2 separate regions of the Mus musculus genome follow, and region 1 is linked to region 2. A link is a contact called in public promoter capture Hi-C data. All regions are on one chromosome and are shown on one strand. Each heading gives the region's core, a stretch centred on a gene start, on an enhancer-like site or on the middle of the called end of the contact. The rest is flanking DNA. Distances are from core to core; before and after follow the strand shown.

Evidence for each region. Promoter capture Hi-C pulls out the DNA fragments that hold promoters and counts their contacts.
Region 1: a contact with region 2 is called in a promoter capture Hi-C map of cranial neural crest, with 11 times the contacts expected there. The contact joins the enhancer-like site here to the promoter of P2rx5 in region 2. A contact is called at or near these places in 14 of 39 promoter capture datasets (3T3-L1-derived adipocytes, the C10 cell line, the HPC-7 cell line and 10 more), 4 of 15 datasets of contacts at CTCF or cohesin (the NIH/3T3 cell line, large pre-B cells, pro-B cells and 1 more), 25 of 484 Hi-C or Micro-C datasets (the Ba/F3 cell line, ECoMG-derived neutrophils, the G1E-ER4 cell line and 18 more), 9 of 115 datasets of contacts at active chromatin or transcription factors (embryonic fibroblasts, embryonic stem cells, pancreatic cancer cells and 1 more) and 1 of 9 other capture datasets (embryonic stem cells).

What each region holds. Positions count from the first base shown.
Region 1 is chr11:74,380,910-74,386,596 of GRCm38.p6, forward strand. Rap1gap2 (RAP1 GTPase activating protein 2) reads right to left here. Exons shown (of 25, transcript NM_001015046.3): 25 at 2,447-5,687. Among named protein-coding and RNA genes, the nearest start is that of Olfr412, 19 kb to the left of the region's middle. Within about 2 kb of position 4,157, at least 16 of the 459 cell types and tissues checked have an H3K27ac peak or open chromatin away from gene starts, as enhancers often do. A contact at or near this core is called in muscle stem cells, where this site is marked.
Region 2 is chr11:73,157,800-73,163,604 of GRCm38.p6, forward strand. It overlaps P2rx5 (purinergic receptor P2X, ligand-gated ion channel, 5), which reads left to right and starts at 2,589. Exons shown (of 13, transcript NM_033321.4): 1 at 2,589-2,934. The coding sequence starts at 2,798. Gm35001 (a long non-coding RNA gene) reads right to left here and starts at 2,411. Exons shown (of 3, transcript XR_388840.2): 1 at 2,313-2,411; 2 at 1,662-1,721; 3 at 399-1,007.

The DNA.
Region 1 (5,687 bases), core at 2,907-5,406, 1.2 Mb after region 2:
TGAGGTCATAATCAATTCTTCCCTCAGGCTTGTTTTTAAAATGGTAAGTTGGTCCTATGCAGTTGATGTAACCAGGGATAATGGCAATCAGTCTAAGACAGCTTAGACTTTTGCTCTTGCATTTTGTCCAGGAGGAATATTAGGTGCGAAGGAAGACCAAAGTGTGGATGCTTCCATCCTTCTTAGGAGGGGGAACAAAATACTCACAGGAGGAAATACAGAGACAAAAAGTGGAGCAGAGACTGAAGGAAAGGCCATCCAGAGACTGCCCCACCTGGGGATCCATCCCATATACAGTCACCAAACCCAGACACTATTGTGGATGCCAAGAAGTGCTTGCTGACAGGAGCCTGATATAGCTGTCTCCTGAGAGGCTCTGCCAGAGCCTGACAAATACAGAGGCAGATGCTCACAGCCAACCACTAGACTAAGCACAGGGTCCCCAACAGAGGAGTTAGAGAAATGACTGAAGGAGCTGAAGTGGTTTGCCACTCCCATAAGAGGAACAACAATGTCAACCAACCAGACCCCCTCCCAGAGTGCCCAGGGACTAAACCACCAACCAAAGAGTACACATGGAGGGACCCATGGCTCCAGCCACATATGTAGCAGAGGATGGCCTTGTCAGGCATGAATGAGAGGAGAGGCCCTTGGTCCTGTGAAGACTCAATGCCCCAGTGGAATGCCAGGGTGGAGAGGCAGGAGTGGGTGGGTGGGTGGGTGGGGGAACACCCTCATAGAAGCAGGGGGAGGGAGAGGGGATAGGGGGCATGGGGGGGGACCAGGAAAGGGGATAACATTTGGAATGTATCCAATAAAAAAATATTAGGTTGAAGTAGGTGACTTCACTGAACTATATCAAGATGCATAGAATCCACAAACACAGAGAGAGAGAGAGAGAGAGAGAGAGAGAGAGAGAGAGAGAGAATACAACATACCTCAAACCTCTGCCTGCTGCCTCCATGTAGCCTGTGTGCTCTGGACCCCATCCATTCGTCCATTCATCCATTCACCCAGCTGCAGGCTATGGCTCCTCTACCTCCTCATAGCTCCTGAGTGACAGCCCTCCCCATGCTCGTCCCCACAGCCAAACTTCAGGCCCGTTTCCAGCTGATAAATGTTGTGTTTCTTTCTTAATCATTTAGCATATATGAATTGTTACCAGTTTTATTAAGCTTATATGTCTTTATTTCTATCGGTCACCAATAATGTATTTGAGTGTCCCACACTTAGCCCATCTTTGCCACAGTTGTGGTTTCCCACGGTGTGTTTTTAGGGGCTGATAAGTCATTACAGCTAACTGGCTACCTATGTAAGCATCAATTGCTACTGTTGAGATTATCATTATTAACTGAATCTCTGCTACTATACATAACGTTTTTCAAAGCGCGTTTGATCAATTAGGAGTTCATTTTTATCCTTATGCTTTCCATGGGGCGTCTATTTCTGATAGCACATAGAGGAAAATTCAGAGCCCGGCAATGTTGAGTAATTTGCCCAAGATCACAAAGCAAGTCTCCGACAGAGGCTTAAAACCTGCCTCTTGCCTTCAAATCTACACCCAGCAGGTCAAGCAAAGCACATGAATGAGCGTAGCCACTGTGAGTCAGAGGAAGATAAGAAAGGCATTAGTCATAGGCGACCCCTCGAACAGAAAATCTGCAAAGGAGCTTGGGCAAAGGAGAGAGACTGGTGGGCAGGAGACAACAGGAGACTCGTCTCCTCAGTACCACAGAGGCAAATAGAGTGGGTAAGCGATGGGCGATGGGCGATGGGCGGAGTGAGCAGTAAGGAGTGCTGGAGAATATGGTAAACTCGGGTCTCACCATAGGGAGTTCGAGCCCGCTTTCATCAATCCATGCCTGAGTAGATTTAGTCTGACTTAAAAAAAAAAAAAAAGAAAGAAAAGAAAGAAAGAAACTCCCTTTTTTGTTGTTGTTACGGTTAGTTTGCGTGCGCGTGCACACATGTGTTGCATATGTATGTAGTGTTGTTGCATATGTATGTAGTGTACCCATGTGAGTGCACATATCCTGTGCACACATGTGTTGCATATGTATGTAGTGTTGTTGCATATGTATGTAGTGTACCCATGTGAGTGCACATATCCTGTACACACATGTGTTGCATATGTATGTAGTGTTGTTGCATATGTATGTAGTATACCCATGTGAGTGCCAGGGACATCACTAGTCTTCCTCCCTCACTCTGGACCTTACTGTCTCGAGACAGGGTCTCTCACTGAGCGGGAAGCTTGCCATCTTCCCTTGGCTGACAAACAAGTTCTCAGTATCTGCCTGCTTTCACCTCCCCTGTCCCCCACTCTAGGGTCACAGGATGTGCAGTCAGGCATGGCTTTTTGTGGGCTGGAGATTCAAATTCAGATCCAAATGCTTGCGGAGGGAGCACGCAATCTTATCCAACAAACCACTGCCCCAGTGCCAGGTTTGTTTGCTTTGTTTGTTTTTAATATTAATAAAGTTTTCAAACAGGTTCAAGCTGATAGCCACCCTCCAGTGAAAGGCCCTGCCGAAAGTCTAGTAGAGCCCCACTCCAAGAAATGTGAACTCTAATGGACACAAAATATGTTATTTATTGTCAATTTCTGCAAAGACACATTTAAGCAACAAAATATACATTTTCAACCTTTTAGAATTTGTTTTATACATTAACAAATACAATGTGCTACCATAGCAATAAATTAGATGTACACTATTTACATCACATAGGCAGTCAGGATCTACAAATCACCCCCCTCACTGAGAGGAAGCAAAGAAAAGTCATCGTCACAGGGGTCACTTTCAAACTACACCTCTTAGGTTCTACCACATGGGCATCTCTTCACATGGCAACCCCGGCACCCTGGGAGCTGGAGATCAGGCGGGGACATCACAAGTTGGCATAGACGCTAAGGAGTGGGAAGGGGAATTTCACCCTTTCAAGTGGAAATGTCACAGAACCAAAGACAATGGCAACTGATTCCAGTCTTGCAGCCAAGCGCACTATCCGCTGGGGGTGTTAAGGCCCAGGTCAAAGCCACTGCCCCAGCTACTACTCACTGCAGACGGCCCTTGGCTCTGGGCATCCAAAGAAGCACATAGCCTGGCTGCAAAGAGACACGGGATTGGTGTGGGCAAGCGGCTGGTGGCAAAACAGACACCAGAGTTTCGTAGGATGCCTCAGAAGCCCTCCACCGAGTGGGCGGCAGGATCAGCCTTGTTCATTGTGCCAACCTGTCTTTGTCTTTGATTGAGGGGTAACTAGAAGCTGGGGAGGGAACATGGGGTTCCAGAGTATGGCTAACTAACCTGGTTGCTGCTGGCCCAGAAGCCATATGTTCTATCGGAACCCCAGGACCCAACACACGTACACACAACACAGCTGTCTTTGCAGACCAAGAAACAAAGGACAAAAGGTGATGTTTGAGTTGGCACCATAAAGGGTCAAAGAAAAGAAAATGACACTGGCTGTGCCCTGCCTGGTCACCTGAGCTGGGCTTTTATTACCCATCTCCATTTTAAAACCTGGAGAGGCCTGGGCCTAGACTCAGCGGCAGAGCCCTCACTCAGCATGAGCAAGGCCTTGGGGACGTTCCCAGCACCACCAAAAAATGAGGAAGGGAGGGATGGAGAGAGGGAGGAAGAAAAGATATATCAGAGAATTAGTTCATTTTATCATCTTCTGTCCTGATTTCGAACAAAGAAGTCAAGGGTAGCTAATGCATTTTGTCCAGATGACTTTGTCCCAGTCACTGAAAACCCAAAGAAGCACTTGACTGCAATCCCTCCTCCTCCATTTCCCAAGCCCCCGGGTCCTCACTGATCGAAGCTTGTCATGCTGGAAAAGAGCAGAGGCAGAGGCCCTATCAATACCTCGGACCTCAGCACCTGCCCGCCAGTGCAGAGACCCCAGCTACCAGGCTTCCTCAAAACCCAGGCTCCAGGAAATGCAACTGCTTGCTGTGCCAACAGTAAGTACAGTTGGTATGCAGGAACGGGCTCAAGGCGGCTGTGTGGCCTCAGGCAAGTTCTTTCTGTTCATCTGGAGGATGACATGGTCTGTTGAGATGCAAACAGGGCCTAGGAGGCTTGAGTATCAAAAAGGGCCCACAAAACTGAAGTCCAGATGGTTTTCCAAGAAACACCATTTGACATTCATTATCACAGAGAGAGAAACTCTGGCTAAGGCCTTCTATCTGGAGCCCTCCCACATCTGCTTTAGTGTATCAACAGAGCTGGGGGCATCTGGATGCCTATTAACACCTGCAAAATATAGTTTCCAGAGTTGTGACCAGGAGAACCCCTTGTGGAAGTAACAGTGGAAATGTCCCCCCACATCCAAGCAGAAGTATCGGCTACAGAGGCTCAGTCACATGAAGGGGCCTCAGCAAGGCTCGGAGCCCTAAGACTTGGTACAGCCATGAAAGGAAAGACTGGATCAGAGTGTGGAGGAACAGCCTCCAGCCCAGAGGGCTGAGAGGAGACTGGGCCCTGCCATTATTCTACTCCCGTTAAGCAGAGAACTTGAGCTGGGCTGGCGGTACCTACTCTGGAAGCCACAGGATGACCTATTAGATAGAGAGAGGCATGAGCAGAGGGCAGGGGCATCTCATATCCTGCCCAGAGTACCTCAGCAGCAAACCAAGGGTGAGGACCACAGCCAGGGCCTCTCAGTTCCTCAGCACACAGTCATCCAGCCCAGAGGTAATGCCTGCAGGCAGAGTAGCCAAAGCAGTGGGGACGAGGCTTATAAGGTTTCCAGACAGCGTGGGACAACCTGAAAGCCCCTGAAGAGCCCCAGACCACAATACAACATAGCACAATCACCAAGTGGGGAAAACTGCCCAACACAGAGAAGGGAGCCAGAGTCCTGTAATAGTTTCAAAGAAAACACGGTTTGACCTTTCAAGTTCAAGCAGAAACCTGCCAGCAGAACACTGCCAGAATCCACCCGCCTTCTTCCAGCCCCGGCTGCCGCTACGCTGGCTTTTAATAAAAGATAAACAGATATTCTGTTGACCTTCTAACTAGAACAAATCTTACCAGACTAGTATTTCACGTAAGCAGGTTTCCTAAGTGGAGTGAGGGATGAGCTCCCCCTCCCCTGGCTGCACGCAAGTGCGTGGGGGATGAAGGACCAAAACTGTGCTCAGATGACAAAGGCAGCAGAAACAGTTACTATACCAGCCCCAAAGGCTGTTCCACCCTTCTGTACTTTGGCTTGGGAATAGGAGCCTCTGCAGGCAAAGCACTTGGTTGGAAATTCTTGTCATCTGCTCGATGACACAGGAGCCCAGAACCAAGCAGCCCTGTGCCACAGACCCATGTGTACTTAATGAGGTGGGATCTTCAAGTGCCTGCTGTGTAGAGCCAGCGTTTAGCCTGTTGGATGCTCTATTCTACACCCAGCAGCAGAACCTTCCTGCAAACCTGGAAGACTGAGGAGCCAAAGACAGCTTCTCAGTCTTCAGGATGGGCTGGCTCACCCAGAGAAGGCAGCCATGACAAGGAGTACAGATGGCCTGTGGCTTAAAGCGCAGGCTCGTGGGGTCTGGGCTTCCAGGGGCCCTGAAGATGGGACAATGGCCTAAAAACCTGCAGTTGGAGATGGAAGGATGAAGACTAGGGGACTGAGCCTAGAATCAGTCCCTGGGCAGTACTGGTCCCCTCACGGGTAACAGGACCTCA
Region 2 (5,805 bases), core at 1,339-3,838:
TGTATCTTCAGGTTTACTTATGTGTCTGTGTAGATGGCACATGTGGGTTAGAGGGCATCTTCCTTTATAGCTCTCTACCTATTGTTTTGAGACAGTGCATCTCAATGAACCTAGAGCTGTTTCAGCTACTTTGGCTGCCCAGTGAACCCCCAGGATCTGTCTCTTTCTGCCCGCCCCCAGCACTAGAGTTGCAGTAGGAAGTCACACACTGTCCCAAAGGCCATAGCCAATACAGGAAGGAGAAATGTCATTTCCTCATAAAGGTTTGGTTGGTCTTCAGTCTTTTTTTTTTTAAGATTTTATTTTATTATATAATTAAGTACACTGTAGCTGTCTTCAGACACACCAGAAGAGGGCATCTGATCTCAATCCAGATGGTTGTGAGCCACCATGTGGTTGCTGGGATTTGAACTCAGGACCTTCAGAAGAGCAGTCAGTGCTCTTAACCACTGAGCCATCTCTCCAGCCCATCTTCAGTCTTTTTAACCAAAGAGTGCAGGTACAGCGAGGCCGCTACTTGACGCCGAGGTTGCCCTAGAAGGGCTGTGTACTTTGCTGGCTCCTCAGCAATAGGAAGAGAAGCACTATTCTCTCCGAGGGCGATTTTCAGTGACTATCATTGCTCCAGACGAAGCTTTTATCAGGGCAAGATCGTCAGATGTGATATCTCTGTTTCTATGACACCATCTTGATGTTTCAGGCAGCTGTGCTGTGGGGGCTATGAGATCCTTTACGGGCAAGTATTCCTCAGAGTATTCCTCAGAGATTAGACGTAACTGGAGGTTCTTACCAGCTCTCCAGCTGCAAACATCCACCTTCCCACTTCACCTCCTTATGCTGGAGCAGAACTTCGGGTGATGGGCATCTTCAAGGGTGTGAGATTGCTCCATTCCCCTTCAGCTATTAGAGAGCCACAGGAGGGGAAGACTGGGGTGGAGGCTGGCAGAAAATAGGACGCCTTCAGCTTCCAGGGTTGTGACTGGGACCTGATGGCAGGTCCTAATATGCTTAAAAGAAAGCAAGCCTGTTTAGTTAAATGGTAAATACACAGAACTAGCAAGTAGCAAGCATGTTGCTGGGCCCAGGACATAGGATTATCCAAAGCAAGGCTTCCAACCTCTTGGTCTTCTGGTCTTGTCTGGGGGTACAGTATGCAAGTTAAATGAAGTCATCTCAGGTACTTAAAGTGCTCTGCAGATAGCCTGGCAGAGTGAAGCACGCCTTTGATCCCAGCACTTGGGAGGTAAAAGCAGGCGGATTTCTGAGTTCTAGGACAGCCTGCTCTATAGAGCGAGTTCCAGGACAGCCAAGGTTACACAGAGAAACCCCATATTAAAAAAAAAAAAGTGCTGGGCAGAGGTGATTGGAGTGGGGGTAGGATGTATGAAAATAAGCCTTTTTGAGGAACTGGTTAGGTTGAGTTTGAAAAGTTATAACAACACATTGTTTCCAAATGACACTTTAGGAACAGAATGCAGAACTCTATGCCCTTTCCTAGAATGAATGGGAAATCCAAGGGCAAAGCCCAGGAATTTGCCTTTATTTAAAATAAACAAACCAAACCAAACAAACAGCCAAACAAACCAAAACAGTCATTCCTTCGTGTTGCAAAACTGGGGACCTGTTTCCTGAAACTTCTATTTTTTTGTAGAAGATTATACCTGGAGGACTTAAGCGTTTCTTCCAACTTCTGGAGTCTGTCGTTTCAGAGAGTGAACTTCCTATTGGGCAAGAGGGCCAGGGTCGGGAGCAGAGGTGGTGTGATGCAGAAAGTTAGTGTGCATGGCTCCTCACCCCGCAGTCCCTGGCACATGGACTCTCACCACACCCAACCCCTCAGTACAAACACAGCCGATCACCACACAGCCCCTCACCACATATAGCCCATCAGTATACATATATAGAGCCCTGTAACTGCTCACCACACAGCCTCTCACTGCGTATAGACGACCCGACCCATACCACAGGAATGGGATCCTACATCCTCTCTCATCCTACAGTTCCTCACCACAGACAACCTACGGCAGCCCATAACAAGTTCCAAAGCGCAGCTCCAGGTATCTCTTCTCCCTCCTATGTTGGATCAGACCCAGACGATGGCATTGGGCTCCTTTTCTTTGGGAACTATTCATACTCTAGACATATGTTAGGATCCCACGCCTTGGTGCCCTAGCCTAGCTCTCCCTACCCCGCAGTACCTGACTAGGACCTCTGATCCCTGACCCTAGAAATTTGTAGGGTTTAAATCCGCAGCCATAGAAGCGGTGGAAAAGCCCCTTGATTACAGCACACACAGGCAGCCAGGGACCTACCTATACATCTGCCTGACAGCATGAGTAGCGAGGCCAGGACAACAGGGAAAACAGTCATTACTGTCTATCCCTCCTCCTTTACTTCCTGCACTGTGGGTCCCTTCCGGATTCTGCCTCTATTTCCCCACGGGGTTCCTTTCGAGCGAGTCCCGTGGGAGGAGGTAGGGGCGGGCGAGACGCCTTGGAAAGCACCTTCCCCTTCTTCCTCGCCTCCGCACACAGCCAGTGGCTGGAGGCACAGCCCGGTGGTGTCACCGTGTCAGCGGAGGCGGCCTCATCCCAGGCTGGGCGCTCGCCGCAGTCAGGCTCTCCGCGGCAGCAGGATCCTCCTGGCCGCGCTGTGCTCGCGCCCGGGTCTGCGCGTCTGCTCTCCAGCTCATGCCCTTTGGAGCCGCGCGCCCCGGGACTGCGGCAGCGCACACAGAGTGCTCGGTTGGCTGCCGGGCAGCGGGAGGCGGCGGCGGTGGCCAAAGTGAGCTGGAGGCATGGGCCAGGCGGCCTGGAAGGGGTTCGTGTTGTCTCTGTTCGACTACAAGACAGCAAAGTTCGTGGTCGCCAAGAGCAAGAAGGTGGGGCTGCTCTACCGGGTGCTGCAGCTCACCATCCTGTTGTACTTACTCATGTGAGTTCTTGGGCACTTTTTTGAAACAAGGGTACATGGGGCAGGGAAGGTGTAGACACAGGGGCCTTGGGGGAGTCAGCCTTAAAGCCCGTGGATGTAAGGATGGGAAAGTAAAAAGGGGACACTGACTTGTTAAACGTGGGCGGCGGCAACTGGATACCTTGGTTGGAAGCTGTCTGTAGGAGCTCCTTCTCCCAGTACTGGAGCTTCCAGTGTTACAGCCATGACCAGGAGGCAGGGATGCCAGGACACTGGGCTTCAGCTGCCCCCCAGAGGCCTCCCTGTGTCCAGCTTGACAGCTGGCCCAGGCACCCAGCAGGTTATTTATAAGCATTGAGCATTACTGGCTTACTCTTGGTTGGGCCAACTCATGGGATTGGCATGTTCTGGAACTCAGGGTTAGCTCACGGGAATCAGGGGGGCAGCCATTCCAGCGTCCAGATGCTCTACTGTTTTCCCTTATTGCCATCTCATCTAGCAGGCTATAAGCCTACCAGCCCACGGGCAGTTTGATGGGGATTTAACAGCTTGGTCAGAGGTCTCCCTTGCTCCTAGGAAGAAAAGAGGGCACAGGTGAAAAGAGGAAGGCAGCCACGGTGGACAGCTGCGATTCACTTTCCTTTCCTCATTAAATGATGTGCAATTATGCTCCTGGGTGGGGGTGGGGGGCAGTCCTGGCCTAGCCTTGCTGCTTTCTAATGGCTTCTCCTGCCCCTCTCCCAGGCAGGGTTTCTCTGTGCAGCCCTGGTTATCCTGGAACTGGTCAGTAGAGCAGGCTGACCTCAAACTCAGATATCCTCCTTCCTTTACCTCTGGAGTGCTGTGATAATGGCACAGAGTGTGGGTAATGGCTGTGTTCTTAGTGTTTCCTGAATTTTAGCTCCAAGGCACTTGGCAGTATCCTACCTCAGGGCCTTTGGACTGCTGTTCCTTGGCCACCCAGTTTTCCTTCAACATCCTTCCTTATCCAGATTTGATTTCTCCCTCTCTCTCCCTCCCTGGCACTTCCATAAGTCATTTTGATTGGTTGTTTGCTCAATGTCTATTTCTGACTCCCTGAAGTCTGGGGATGCCATGAGGTGATGTCACACTGTGATGTCATTTCACTTGGCAATCTGTATGAAATGAGTAGACGAATGCTGAATGTTTGCTTCTTGTTTTGCACTAGAGCAGCATTTCTCTGCTAAAATGGAAGGTGTGCTCAAGAACCACAACTTTCGAGCCACGAGTGGTGGCAAACACTTTTAATCCCAGCACTCAAGAGGCAGAGGTGAAAGCCGGGCAGTGGTGGCACACGCCTTTAATCCCAGCACTTGGGAGGCAGAGGCAGGCAGATTTCTGAGTTTGAGGCCAGCCTGGTCTACAGAGTGAGTTCCATGACAGCCAGGGCTATACAGAGAAACCCTGTCTCGAAAAACCAAACAACAAACAAACAAACAAAAAACAAAAAACAAAAACAAAAAAAAAAAGGCAGAGGTGGGCGGATCTCTCTGACAGTTCAGCAACAGCATGATTTACAAAGCCAAGTTCCAGAACAGACAAGGTTCTTACACAGAGAGACTGTCTTGAAAACCACCATCACCACCACCACCAACGACAAAACAAAACAAAAAACCCACACCGTTTTCAGAGTTCCTTGTAAATGGGACAGTTTAGGATCCAGGCTCTCCATCTCTGCCCCAGAAATGAGGAAATGGTTGACACCTTCGTGACTCCCTGCGAGAGCCAGCATGCCATCATTCATGGCATGACAGGGCACTGGCTTCTTCCTCCTTTGACCCCTTTGACTGCTTTCCCCAGCTTCACCAAGAATGGTTAAGCTGGATGATAGCTAACTACGAGTTAGTAATTTGTGTGCATGGAGCTTTTGCTCTGTGCTAGCCTCCCTGTGACACAGATCACCTCATTTTCAAAGTCTTATCTTTTTAGGGGCCAGAGTGAAGTTGTGAAGTCTGGATGGTTAGGAGTGCTTGCTGGCTTTGCTTGTTTGCTATTGTTTTTGTTTATCTTTTAAAAAGATTTATTTATTTTAATATATATGAGTACACTGTAGTTGTCTTCAAATACACCAGAAGAGGGCGTCAGATCACATTGCAGATGTTTGTGAGCCACCATGTGGTTGCTGGGAATTGAACTCAGGACTTTTGGAAGAGCGGTCAGTGTTCTTAACCATTGAGCCATCTTTTCAGCCCATTTTTTGTTTTTAAATACTTATTATGTACACAATATCCTGTCTGCATATATTCCTACGCGGCAGAAGAGCATCAGAGCACCATGTGGTTGCTGGGAACTGAACTTAAGACCTCTGGACGATCAGGCATTACTCTTAACCTCTGAGCTCTCTCTCTCCAGCATGCTTGCTGTTCCTGTAGGAGTTCAGTTCCCAGCTGATTGGCTTACAACCTTCTGTAATTCCAGTAATTGCAGCCCCAGAGGATCTGACTCTTCTGACTTCCAACTGTACCTGACCTCACAAGCACACGCAAGCACATATAAGCACACACACACACACACACACACACACACACACACACAATTTAATAATATGTATCTTATTGGAAATGTGTGATATTATAGGCTGGAGAGATGGCTCAGTGGTTAAGAGCACTGACTGCTCTTCCAGAGGTCCTGAGTTCAAATTCCAGCAGCCACATGGGGGCTCATAACCATCTGTAATGGTGTCTAATGCCCTCTTCTGGTGTGTCTGCAGACAGCATCAGTGCTCACACACATAAAATACATACATACATACATACATACATACATACATACATTTAAAAAAAAAAGAGAAATCAAACTTTTTTGCTGTTCTGTTTTTGCTGCGTTTGTTTTTTGTTTTGTTTTATGAGACAGGGTTTCTCTGTGTAGCTC